2 separate regions of the Macaca fascicularis genome follow, and region 2 is linked to region 1. The links are chromatin contacts, called in public Hi-C maps. All regions are on one chromosome and are shown on one strand. Each heading gives the region's core, a stretch centred on a gene start, on an enhancer-like site or on the middle of the called end of the contact. The rest is flanking DNA. Distances are from core to core; before and after follow the strand shown. Region 1 holds the start of SCAI (suppressor of cancer cell invasion). Region 2 holds the start of GOLGA1 (golgin A1).

Region 1 (6,866 bases), core at 3,208-5,707:
CAAGGAGCAAGGAGAAAGTATTCCAGAGAGAAAAATCACATACAAAAACCCAAAGCAGACCAAGTACAGTGGCTGACGCCTATAATCCCAGCACTTTGAGAGGCTGAGGAAGGCGGATCGCTTGACCCCAGGAGTTCACGACCAGCCTGGGCAACATGGTAAAACCCCACCTCTACAAAAAATGCAAACATTAGCTGGGCATGGTGGTGCACATCTGTAGTCCCAGCTACTTGGGAGGCTGAGGTGGGAAATCACCGGGGCCCGAGAAGTCTGGGCCCAAGAAGATCACACCACTGCACTCTAGCCTGGACTGGAGTGAGACCCTGTCTTTAAAAAAAAAAAAAAAAAAAAACCCTAAAAACAAAAAACCAAAGCAAAGAGGGAACATAAGTTCTGGGAACGGCAAATGGAGCACAGAGTTACATGCGGCAATTAATTCATCTTGAAGGTTCACCAGAAAGTTAAATCATTTAAATGTAGACATTTAATAGTTCCATCATTGAAAATTGCTACGGCCAAAGTATTAACTGTGGCTGGGAAAGTATGAAGAAGTAAAATAAAGGCAACCTTTTTATATGATTAGGCTAAAAGTCTGAATGATGTTCAATAAGCAATGAGGAAGCACAGAAGGATCCTAAGCATGAGAATTACAAGATCGATTTGCACAGTACAGGGAAGGAATTACAGATTCAAGGTAGGGAAACCAGTCAGAAGGCTACTGAAGAGTCTGGCAGTGGGGTAATGAGAGTTAAACCAGAGCTATCCAAAAGAAATACAATGCAAATAAATACAATGCAAGTTACATGTATGTAGCTTTTAATTTTCTAGTAGCCATATTAGGAAAAATAAAAAGAAAGGCTGGGTATGGTGTAATCCTAGCACTTTGGGAGGCCAAGGCTAGAGCATCACTTGAGCATAGGAGTTTGAGACCAGCCTGAGCAACATAGTGAGACCCTGTCTCTAACAAAAAACAAAAAATTAGCCTGGCATGGTGGTGCACCATCTGTAGTCCCAGGTACTTGGGAGGCTGAGGTGGAAGGATTACCAGGTCAAGTCTGCAGTGAGTTGTGATTGTGCCACTTCACTTCGGCCTGGACAACAGAGCCAGGCCCTGTCTCAAGAGAAAAATAAAAAGGAAAAAGAAATAAGTGAAGGCCAGGCCCAGTGGCTCACACCTGTAATCCCAGCACTTTGGGAGGCCTAGTCAGGCAGATCACTTGAGGCCAGGAGTTCGAGACCAGCCTGGCCAACATGTTGAAACCCCGTCTCTACTAAAAATACAAAAATTAGCCGGGCATGGTGGTGGGCGCCTGTAATCCCAGCTAATCGGGAGGCTGAGGAAAGAGAATTGCTTGAACCCAGGAGGCAGAGATTGCAGTGAGTCAAGATCACATCACTGCACTCCAGTCTGGGCAAAAAAGTAAGACTTTGTCTCAGGAAAAAATAAGTGAAAATAATTTTAGTAACAATTTTATTTACAGCCAGGCATGGCAGCTCACACTTGTAATTCCAGCACTTTGGGAGGCCAAGGTGGTTGGATCATTTGAACCCAGGAGTTTGAGACCAGTCTGGGCAACATGGCCAAATCTTGTCTCTACAAAAAAAAAAAAGCTGGGTGAGGTGTCAGGCGCCGGTAGTCCCAGCTACTCCAGAGGCTGAACTGGCTGGATGGCTTGAGCCCAGGAGGTGGAGGTTGCAGTATGCTGAGATTGCACCACTGCACTCCAGCCTGGGTGACAGAGCCAGACCCTGTCTCAAAAAAAAAAAAAAAAAAAAAAAGTCTTTAATCTAATATACCTAAAATATTTTTCACTATGTTATCAATATAAAAAGTTACTGAGAAATTTTATGTATTCGATTTTTGTACTAACTTGAAATCTAGTGTGTATTTTATACTTATCTCATTTCAGACACTAAATTCTCATTGGACATATTTGATATATATTTAGATTTCATAAAATGACAGATGAAAAATACAGACTCACATACCCAAGTTGTTCAAAACATACTTGAATGTCTCCCAATAGGTGATCAAGTAGCAGTTTGTCAAGTTAATTTAATTACAATTAAATAAAATTAAAAATTTAGTTCCTCAGTCATGCTAGATGCATTTTGAGTGCTCACCTGCATATGGCTACTGGATTGGACAGCATAGGCCTAAAGTGTGACAAAGAAATTCTGTTGGCACTTCCACCATCAGCATGTCTGTTTACTGTTGAGATTTTCTGTCTATTAACATCAATAACTTGCCAGATATTAACTATGAAAGTAGTCCTACTGGTCACATAACTACAGTAGCTTACTTTCTCTAGGCCAATGCCAACATCTGTGAAAAAGGAATCATCTAATGACTACACAGAATTGCTATGTAGTACCTCTCACATGGAATGCAGTCAAAAATGTTTATGTGATAAATATATCTTTGTCTTCATTACTCAAGGACTAATTCATTTTGTTTGTGGACTACTTAAACTCTTTGTTTCTGTTTTTCTAAGGTTCAACCATTCGAGTTAACCACACAGTGTCCAACGACAAAAGATAAATCAATAAGAAAAGCTACTTTCAATTGTATATTTATTAGGATCATTATGGTATAACAGTTAAGAGCTTAAGCTCTGGAGTCAGACTGTCTAGATTCAAATCCTGGTTTTATCTTTTACTAGATGCATGATTCTGGGTAAATATTTGGCCCCTCTGTGTCACAGTTCCCTCTTCTGTAAAACAGTGACAACACTACATATTCTTAGGGTGCTTTGAGGATTACAGGAGAATATACATATAGAGCATTCGCACACAGTGCTTGGCACATAGTAGATGCTCAATAAAATTAGTTTCTTTTATTTTTTGAGGCAGGGTCTTGCTGTGTTCCCCACACTGGAGTGCAGTGGCATGATTACGGCTCACTGCATCACTGCAGCCTTGACTTCCTGGGCTCAAGCAATCCTCCCACCTCAGCCTCTTGAGAAGCTGGGACTACAGGTCCACAACACCTACTCAGCTAGTTAGTTTTTGTGTTTTTTTAAATTTTATTTTTTGTTTTTGTGGGTACATAGTAGGTGTATATATTTATGGGACCGGCTAGTTTTTCAATTTTTTATAGAGACGGAGTCTTGTTCTGTTGCCCCGACTGGTCTTGAACTCCCAGGCTCAAATGATCCTCCTGCCTCAGCCTCCCAAATCTCATGCCTCATGGGATTGAAGGCATGGGCCACCCCAGCCAAGATGAGCTTTTTAAACAGAGATGCAGGAGAAACTGAAATTATGGCTAAGGTTAAAAAAAAAAAAAAAAAAACTAGCTGAGATCCTAACACAAAATCATAAAGTAAAAAAGTAGGATCTCTCAAGATTTCCCACATTATCTTAGATACCAAAAAAAAAAAAAAAAAAATCGACTATAGAGGTAATAATTTGAAGTCCTCAAAAGAAAAATCATGCATGTGGTTATTTTATTTTAAAAAGGGGATAAATAAGAAACTTCATCTACTGACAGTGTACAATTATGCAGTACGGCACAGGTGCAGCCAAGCAAAGAAAAACATGAAGCAAAATAGGAAGGCACTGCCTTACCTGCTTCTCCGTTTTCGAGGCGGTTTCTCCACTGTGCCAGTCAGTCTACAGACCAAACAAATAAGACAGTAACTAAAAGTAATATACAAGAAAACATCTCCCGGCGCTACCGTGCCAGTCAGGAACTAAACAGACCACCCTCTGGGACCACAGGCTCGCCAAGCCCAGACCTGACCTTACAAACGCCTTATGCCCTGTTTCCCAAGACCAAGCACTCCTGGGACTCACCGTTCCCCTAATTCCCCCTGAGCCCAAACCTTCCTGGTCCCTCACCCCATCTTCAACCCCTGCTCGTCACAGCCCAGCTCCCCAAAATCACCCACCTCCACCTACTCATTGTCTGCCTCGTCACCCCCGTAAGCTCCCCCAGCCTCCCCTTTCCTGTGCCCATCCGCTCCCGACCGTACACTGCCCTCTCCACGCCCCGCCTCTCCGGGCCCGGCGACCCCCGCATTCCACGGCCCCTCCGGGGGCGCGCGCGCCTTGCCCCTCCCGGCCCCGCGCCGCCAGCCTCACTCCTCGGCGCCCCTTCCCTCACACGCCCCTCTCACCTGGCCTCGAGGATGCGATCGCGCCCAGCCCGCGCCGCCGCCTCCAGGCGCCCCCCAGATCCCCCCAGCCTGCACCCGCCGCCCCTCCGGTCTCTGCGCCCCGAATGTTCCGCGGCCCCGAGCCGCTGCCCCTGGGCCCGCTCCCTGGTCCCCGCCCCATCCCCAACCCCGGCCTCCACCCAGCCCCTGCCCCACCTTGGGGCCAGGCGACTCCGCGGCTGCTGGGGCTGCCGGGCTCCTCTGACCATCCGGCTCCTGCTCCGCCGCGGGAGCTGCTCCGGCGGCCGCAGGGCTCGCTCGGGAAGCTGAGGCGGCGGAGGCTGGAGTAGGCGGAGAGGCGGGAGGAGGGCCTCGCGCCTCTGCCAGGCTTGCCGCGGGGCCCGCCTTCTCCGCGCCTCTCCTCGGCTCCCATTGGCTAGCTCAGTAGTATGGACGGAAACCTGTCAGTCGATTGGACCCTCGGCCCATCACATCCCGCGCTGCCCACCCAGAGGTTTGGTTGAGACTGCAGGTGGCAGCGGAGGTGCCTTAGAGATTGCTAGCAGGGCCGGAGGAGACCCGAGCGCCACCAAGCGCCGAAAAATAGGAACTGCACCCCCTGGCGCCAGACACCTGCCCCAGGTTCTCCTGGCTTTGCGTCCTGCATCCCACACACCTGCTGGCGCCCCTCCACCTCTGCACCACGCCAGGACCGAAAACAAACCCTGAAATCTCCCAGTTTCCTCTAGCAGGTAAGACAGTGAGGCAACTCTCACACACGTGTTTCCTTTTAAGCCACCTCGAATGCGATCCTTGTCCCTACATCTTGCTGAAATTGTCTCACAGCTCACAGCTACCCTTCAAAAAGGACCCAGCCAGAAAACTGTAAGAATCCACCAAAATAAAGCATGGTTGGGATGCTCAGTCCTCTGCAGAAAAGATCACTAGCTTGGGTGCAGGCTTTTAAGAAAGCAAGATTTTTTTTAATTACCGTGAAAGAAAAATCAGTACTGCAAACAGAACCAATGCCATACTAAAAGCAACGTGTTCTATTTTGAAAGGCCTGGACAAATTTCATCCCTGAATGTAAGCCGACCATCCTGATTCTGTGACCGTTGCAAGTTCTACACCAATTAATCAATTTTAAAATAAATTTTACTGTATTTTTTGACAGACAAGCATGCAAAACTGCCTTTCATAAGCATAATTAGTTACCCATCGTCTTCTGCTTTAACAAAGCCATCCCTGAAAATAAGACTCAGCTCATTAACGTATTATAAAATTCTTGAAGGTGGGAAGGCCTCTCTAAATCACTACTCCTGTGTGCACTTGTTTAGTAAATTCTTAGCATCTGTTCAGAGTTGGGAGGCGGCATAAAACTTTCTCTTGGCCGGGCGCGGTGGCTCAAGCCTGTAATCCCAGCACTTTGGGAGGCCGAGACGGGCGGATCACGAGGTCAGGAGATCGAGACCATCCTGGCTAACACGGTGAAACCCCTTCTCTACTAAAAAAATACAAAAAACTAGCCGGGCGAGGTGACGGGCGCCTGTAGTCCCAGCTACTTGGGAGGCTGAGGCAGGAGAATGGCGTAAACCCGGGAGGCGGAGCTTGCAGTGAGCTGAGATCCGGCCACTGTAGTCCAGCCCCGGCGACAGAGCAGGACTCCGTCTCAAAAAAAAAAAAAAAAAAAAAAAAACTTTCTCTTAAGCCACTTCCATTTTATTAGAACATCTTTTATGCCTCAATAATATGACAGCCTCGAGTAATACATGTCAACATTGGGGTGGGGAAAATCTCTCATTGATCTCCATAAATGGCAAATATTAGGATACTAGTTTTTCATAAAACCAAATGTATTTGGCGTAAAGAGCTGTCTTTTCTTCTGAGATGGTCCTACCTATATCTCTAATGGTAAAATGACTTTCCATTTATGAAGTAATACTGATGGTAAATTGTAGCAGGATTTGAAAAATTGCTTTGACAAAGAAAAAATGTCAAATCTCTGTTGGCCCCCCAAATTAGTATTTCATGTAATTCTAGTCACAGAACCACAAATCAGCTCAATCTCAACCACCAGTTTCCACCCATATTATCAAGCCAGAGGAAACAACTCCAGAATAATTTGTGTCAGACGAAGGGGGATCATCAACTCACTAGGGAAGTAATCTTGAAATACATTTATTACATTCCTTATTAAAAAAACCACTGCCTGCTTTTTAGCATCTTCTATAACTGACCAATCCTCACTGATATATATCAGATATTGTCAATAGAACAGAAGCTATTCATTTCTTACGCCTTCCCAGAGAGGATCCTCAAGTCTTCACATTGTGTCCAAGTGATCTCTGGTTGTTTTTACTCTGTAAGACACAAATCCCATCATTCCAGACCACATTTAATTCACACTTCCTCTGTATTTTCGCCAATTACTCCATCCTACATCGAACATTTCCTTCTCCAGATGTGTTGTACTTACAAAATCTACACTATGTTAGCAATTACACATTGCCTTGGATTATTCTTCTCAACTACAATGAATTTGAACAAATGGCCTATGAGTATGAGCCCTTAATAAAAAGCAGCTTTGGACCAGACACTGGGTGCTTTGTGTGTGCTATTTTTAATACTGAGATTAACCCTGTCTGATACTCTCTTATTTTAGACACAGAAATTTAAGATTCAGAAAATTCAATTTGTTCAGGGTCACACAGCTACAATAACCAATATTGCTTAAAATAGAGGGCTAAAGATGTACTCTGGTGTGCCCTC
Region 2 (6,866 bases), core at 2,939-5,438, 200 kb before region 1:
TATTTTTTCAGATGAGTGACAGATTTACTTTATGCTTTATACTTTACATATATATTATATACATTCATTTATACATATCAAGCATTATAAATGAGTTTTAAAGAAATTTATTGCCAAGTGTTGGTGGCCCACCCCTATAATCCCAGCACTTTGGGAGACTAAGAAGGGAGGATCATGAGGTCAGGAGTTCGAGACCAGCCTGGCCAACATAGTGAAACCCTGTCTCTACTGAATATACAAAAATTAGCTGGACGTGGTGGCGGGCGCCTGTAGTTCCAGCTACTCAGGAGGCTGAGGCAAGAGAATCACTTAAACCCGGGAGGTGGAGATTGCAGTGAGCCGAGATTGCGCCGCTGCACTCCAGCCTAGGTGACAGAGCGGGACTCCATCTCAAAACCAAAAACCAAAAACCAAAAAAAATTATCCCGGGCATGGTGGTGGGCACCTGTAGTTCCAGCTACTTGGGAGGCTGAGGCAGGAGAATTGCTTGAAGCTAGGAGGTGGAGATTGCAGTGAACTGAGATCATGCCACTGCACTCCAGCCTGGGTGACAGAGTGAGACTCTGTCTCAAAAAAAAAAAGAAAAAAAGAAATTTATCTAACTTAAGAGGATCCTGTCATATGCAAAAGCCACACTTTATTTTTTAAGCATGACATTTCCCTAATATAGCAACATCTTCATTTTTTGAAATCTTATAGCCACAAATGTATTTTACTAATAAGAAACATATTGTAGGCCAGGCATGGTGGCTCACACCTGTAATTCCAGCACTTTGGGAGGCCAAGGCGGGCAGATCGCCTGAGCTCAGGAGTTTGAGACCACCCTGGGCAACATGGTGAAAACCTGTCTCTAAGAAAATACAAAAAATTAGCCAGGCATGGTGGAGTACACCTGTAGTCTCAGCTACTCTGGAGGCTGAGGCACAAGAATTGCTTGAGCCCCAGAGGCAGAGGTTACAGTGAACTGAGATCAGGCCACAGCACTCCACCTTAGGCTACTGAGTGAGAGTCCATCTCAAAAAAAAAGAAAGAAAAAGAAAAAAAGAAACATACTGTAATCACTGTTGCCATCTTTCCATCAACCTTCCCAATACAACAATGCACTCTGGCTAACCCCTTACCACAACTCAGAGACCTTGTTAAGCAGCAATGACTTAGTTGTTATATAAGTATATATGTCTGCAATGAAAACAGGCCCAGACATTTTCAGAAATGAAATGCAAAAGAAGATGTACAAGGTACACAGATGGAAAAACAGTACAAGAGGACACTGGAGAGAATATGAAGAGGAATTCACAGAAAAATAAGGAAAAAAAAAGAGTACCTTAACATTTACAAACCAAAAATTAACAAAAAGGTACCTCAGAGTAAGAAGAATCAGATGTACAGGCTCTTATATAGCTACAAATCATGAAAGGTATGAAATAATCAAGCAATTTAAAATATTTATTGGAAGAATTTCCTGCAAAAGTATATTTCTTAAGTAAAGATACTTACAAAGTCATCTCCTGAGTCAGCTCCCATTGAGGCAACTGATTCCTTGCTCACAGACCGTGGGATCCTAGTAGCACCTCCTGGTCTCTGAGCAACAGCAGTCTCTTCTGCAATTTTCTTCTTCAGTTTTGCAAACATGTTTGCTGTGTGGCTATCCGGCACGGATGATGAGCTCTCAGTAGTCCTGGTGCCTGTGTTTAGGAATCAGACACAGGTGCCTACAAAGTTTCAGACATCCAAGCTAGCTGCATTCCCACTTAAATGTGGGCCAAGGGCTTATGGCAACACAGGATCTATAAACCAGATGAAAGGGACAGTTCAAAAGTTAAACACTGGAAAGATTTCACATCTGAGTTGTTAAGTTTTAGATTTCAAAATTAAGTTTCATAATTTACATGTACACTTATAGAACACAATTACTAAACATTTAAAAAGCACTCAGGTGCTTCATATGCATATAAGATGAAGAAATCCAGTCTCAAGGAGATGAAGTAATCTATCAAAGATTGTGTGGCTAAGTGGCAGGGCTGGTATTTGAACAGAGGACTCTCATTCACAAATCTCTGTTTTTTTTTTTTAATTATGCCATGTTGAGTATGACATATAACACATTTGGTAAAATTTCCCAGAGCAGACATCAACATCACATATTCGTGACTTAATGATTTCAAATCCTTCCTCCAATAAGCTTAACTACAGTTTAGTGTTATTTTTTTAAGTTGAAGGGAAAAACGCATGTAATTCGATTCATATGTAATCCAATATCCAATATGTAATTCAATATGTAAAAGGTGTAATATCCTACTGTTTCAGGATGGTTTGCAATCAACTGTCCAATAGGAAAAGCTGGTAACAGAAAAAAGACGACAAGCCAGACAACTCTGTTGTATAGGTATCTGATATCCTTGAACATTTTCTGGAGACGCTGTGTGGTTCTGAGTTTGATAAAATTACCTCCAATCAGTTTCTTTTTCTTTTTTTTTTTTTTTTTTTTGAGATGGAGTTTCTTTCTTGTTGCCCAGGCTGGAGTGCAATGGCACAATCTGGGCTCACTGCAACCTCCACCTCCCGGGTTCAAGTGATTCTCCTGCCTCAGCCTCCCGAGCAGCTGGGATTACAGGCATGCGCCATCACGCCCGGCTTATTTTGTATTTTTAGTAGAGATGAGGTTTCTCCGTGTTGGTCAGGCTGGTCTCAAACTCTTGACCTCAGGTGATCCACCTGCCTCGGCCTTCTGAAGTGCTGGGATTACAGGTGTGAGCCACTGCACCCGGCCTGTTTCTTTTCTTCAGAATGTTTGACATGATATTCAAAGAAAGATTCAAAAATCTTTTCCTCCCAATGGTGTATAAAACACTAATATTCTGGTTCCAACCTTAACTTTCCATGTTTTGTGGAGGACACCTAAGCTCTGCTCTGAGATACACAAATGCCATCTTACCACTTCAGATCCTCCATTAAGTCTGTACAATTCTTCAGAAACTTTACTTTCAATGTCTGTAAACCACTTACTCACCTGGCTTATCTACTAGATCTAAAACAGCTTGGAGGTCAAAGCATTCTGTCCTGCATGAAGACAAAATAAAATTCATTGGATATTTCTTTCCAAGTGTATGGCCGAAATGTTGGGTGGGGACGGGGAGAAGTAGTGAAGGAAGAGGGACAAAAGAAGGATTAAAGGGGGTAAGAAAACCTGTCACAACTCTCAGTGGGATACCCTCCCTAACCCTGATCTCCTATGAATTTGTTATTTGCCTAAGAGCGTCACTTACAAGCGCACAGAACAGAATTGATCACCACAGCGGGTGCCTAAACTCATCTCTCCCTGGGAGCCCTAAGCAAAACAATTTGAATGAGGTTAAGTTTTCCTGGGGCCAGTATTTATTTCTCAGTTGATTACTATACTCACACACTGTTTACCTGGCCAGACCCTGGACTGTCTGGTCACGGATTTGCACTGAGAGAAAGCAAAGCAAGATTGGGTAAAGACAGATGCCTAACCCCCAGGGAGGCAGGCAGGTGCCTGCCACGGCAGTTTGGATCTCACTCCCTCAGGCTCCCTCCAGCCCCGCCCGTGCTTGGACTGTCAAAGAAAGGAAGGATCCAACATCTCTCCCATTTGACAGCAGAGAAACTGAGCCCCAGAGAGGAGGAGCGACTTGTCCAAGGTCGCGCAGGGAGGAATCCCGGAATCCTAGGCTCCAGACTCCCAGGCCGGGGCAGCCCGCCTCCGCCCCCACTCTCACCCTTTCAGCACCCCGGTGCCGCCCCCCGCCTTGGGGCTTGGGCAACCCTGACCGGGCCGCTGTGGGGACAGACAGAGGCCACCGGGAGAATAAGGGGCCTACTCGCATTCCCGGAGTCCTGGCCCGCGCACCTGCCTCTCTCTGGGCAGCCAGCAAAGCCCCGCCTCCGGGGCCTCTCGTGAGCCCCGGACCGCGTCACCAGCCCCCACCGCCCGGCTGGAGAGCCGAGCAGCGACCCGGAACCGCACGTCTCCCAGCGCGCCGGAAGTGACTGCGCGAGGGAGTTGGTCCGACGCGCGCATGCGCCCTGCGCGGCCTTTGGCGGCTACTGTTCTAACCTCTGGGCGGCGGTTGGGCCGGAACGGCTGGAGTGCGCGAGTGCCTAGCCGGGCGCTCAGTCATTTCAGTTCGCCACGTCAGCGAGCGGCCAGAGACGCAGATGATGACTGAGTCTCCGAGGCCTCTCTTGGTCTTTTTCTATTTTAACAGGGGCGTGTGCAGAGCGTGGTAAGTGGGAGGGGCTTCGTGTCAAAAGTGAAAGAACCGGTCCGTGCCACAGGCCCCGCTGCGCTGTGCTGGCTACAAACCCTTCGCGGGCTTCGCTGCTTGGCCAGACGCCCCCCGTGCCGCCCGGTCCCGCCGCACCCTAGGCAGCTGCCTTGCCACTGTGTGACCCGGGAAGTCTGCGCCTCCATCTTCACTCAGAAGGCAGTAGCTCCAGAAACTAGTCCTTACACCTTGAGACCAGTTTTTAAACTTTGGCGCCTGTCACCTCCTGTAGATGATGCGTTTTATATCGCAACCGAGTGCATAACGTCCAGCAGAACCACGTTGTAATGCACTTAAAAACGCTAGTGGCAGCTCACTATATTGGATTAGCTTCACCATCCGCTGCTGGGCCGTCTCCTTTCTCCTTAGGAAGAAAGTTCAAAGCATCAAAAGTGCCCGGCGCCCGCTCCTGTGGTCCCAGCTACTCGGAAGACCGAGTTGGGAGGATCTCTGGGTCCGGGGCTTCGAGACCAGCCTGGGCACCGCGGCGAGACTCCGTCTCTTTAAGTAAATAGCAATCATACAGGCAGTAGGAAAAGAAAAAAACAAAACAGGAAAAACTGTCTTGTTCTAAGTCACATTCCAGGCCGGGCGCGGTGGTTCACCCGAGGTCAGGAGTTCAGACCAGCCTAACATAGCGAAACCCCGTCTCTACTAAAATTACAAAATTAACCGGGCTTGGTGGCCCATGCCTCGAATCCCAATTACTTGGGAGGCGGAGGCAGGAGAATCGCTTGAACCTGGGAGGTGGAGGTTGCAGTGAGCCAAGATTGCGCCATTGCACTCCAGCTTGGGCAACAAGAGTGAAACTGTCTCAAACAAAAAGTCACGGTCCACATCAGTAACCTAAGTCAGGTCCCTGAACTCGTCAGTGCCAAGCCAGCCATTCCTACTCTGGTTCCATCCCCAGACTTAACACCAGCCCAAGAGTAAGCAGATTTCACCCAATTCTTCAACAGCCCCTTCCTTCGCGTGTTCCAGGAGCAGGGCACGGAAAAACCAAAACCAGGATTCAGACATTTACAAACTAACAAGAAGCATCAACCCCAAGATAGTTCAAAGCCTTTGAGATATGTGAATGAAGCAAACCCTAACAGTTCAGCTGTCAATACCGAAAAAGTACCAAAAACTTTAAGCAAATAATCTTTATTTTTATATTGATGATACACTTAATATATATGTGGATTCAAGATACAAAATTCATGTACAGGAGTTCACACCTGATGAATGTAGACACATTCCTAGAGAACATTTATCAATGAAAATTTCTTTAATACACTGACAACAAAAATCAAATATTCTCTAATCTCGTTATTCAATAAACATCAAAACGTTTCAGTTTTCATCCTCTAGTATTGAAGTGCCCTCAAGGTGGTAGGCACTGTATCGCAGGAGAAAACATTGGAAAGCCTACTGAATCCGCTCTGCAGAATCACAGTGTTTACTCTGAAATTCATTTAGTGAAGTAGTGAAAGGCTATCTTTTATGACAAATCACATCTCATACAAGAGTCAAAAGTGATGAACTCAAGAAAATAAAATGTTTCAAGAACTTCTCAATTTCTAAAATCTATGGAGGATTAACCATAACAAAGAAGAAAAAGGCTGCTAGAAAGGAAGAAAACAAAAAACATCCTGTTTAAGAGAACGTATGGCTTAAGCAATTTAGAACACAACTGACAAGACTTTTATAATACCACAAATGTTCAAGTCAAATGATAGTGACAGTATAATTTTCCCCTTAGTCATTGGTAGTAAATAGCCCCTTCAAAATTTATTCTACTGTTAACACATATAAAAACTAATGAATCCAAACAGTTTTGCTAACAGGGCTGAGTCGATGGATTTTTTTTTCCTAAAGTATTAACTCACAATATCCAAATATTAATACAAATGAACAACAAGATTGTTTCAAAGATTACAGTGATTTGTGAATAGCTAAATAGGCAACCAAATAGCTTCATTATTTGCACAACAGATTAGCAGCACTTGGATAAGAATTGTTACATGAAAAATATTGTGCTTCAGTCTCTTGAGGAGAGCTAATAAATATAACTCTATAATCCCTATAGTATTACAATTCTATAACATTTCAGTTACAGACAAGCACAATTTTTAAGTATTTCACACCACTAGAAAATCGAGTAATTATATCCTCCAAATGTAATTACTGCTATGATTTAAACAAGTGCATTTCTGCCTAGTAATCAGAATGTAGACAATAAGTTCACCATTATTTTCAAGGGAAAAAGATCAAACATAACTTATTTTAACTCCTATTTGATTATCTTAACCTTTAGTGATGATTTGAATTTTAAAAAGGGAAATTCAACCTTACAATGGAAACTGCTCAGAGGAAATAATAAAGTGGCCTGAAATTACAGTAATTCTTAGCACAAAGTAAAAAGTGATTTATAACTGCTTCATCTGATTCAATGATTAATGAAACCATTGTTTATACTGGTGCTACACAATGAAGATAACCTATATGGATAAGTTATTTTACTTGTAAACTCTGCTATGAAAATGTTAGGACTTTGTATCTGCCTTTCCTATTATGTAAGACATTTCTACCTCA

What was found. Hi-C and Micro-C count contacts between places; a contact is called where the count stands out from the background.
Region 2: a Hi-C map of liver shows a contact between it and region 1, with 2.3 times the contacts expected there. The contact joins the promoter of GOLGA1 here to the promoter of SCAI in region 1. A contact is called at or near these places in 2 of 2 Hi-C or Micro-C datasets (liver and skeletal muscle).

The regions. Positions count from the first base shown.
Region 1 is chr15:18,916,032-18,922,897 of T2T-MFA8v1.1, reverse strand. It overlaps SCAI (suppressor of cancer cell invasion), which reads right to left and starts at 4,457. Exons shown (of 22, transcript XR_012424403.1): 1 at 4,314-4,457; 2 at 3,568-3,612.
Region 2 is chr15:19,116,526-19,123,391 of T2T-MFA8v1.1, reverse strand. GOLGA1 (golgin A1) reads right to left here and starts at 4,188. Exons shown (of 23, transcript XM_065530079.2): 1 at 4,079-4,188; 2 at 3,011-3,060; 3 at 1,498-1,685. The coding sequence starts at 1,632. LOC102125197 (large ribosomal subunit protein uL6-like) reads right to left here and starts at 3,978. Exons shown (of 11, transcript XM_045372619.3): 1 at 3,872-3,978; 2 at 3,011-3,060; 3 at 1,498-1,787.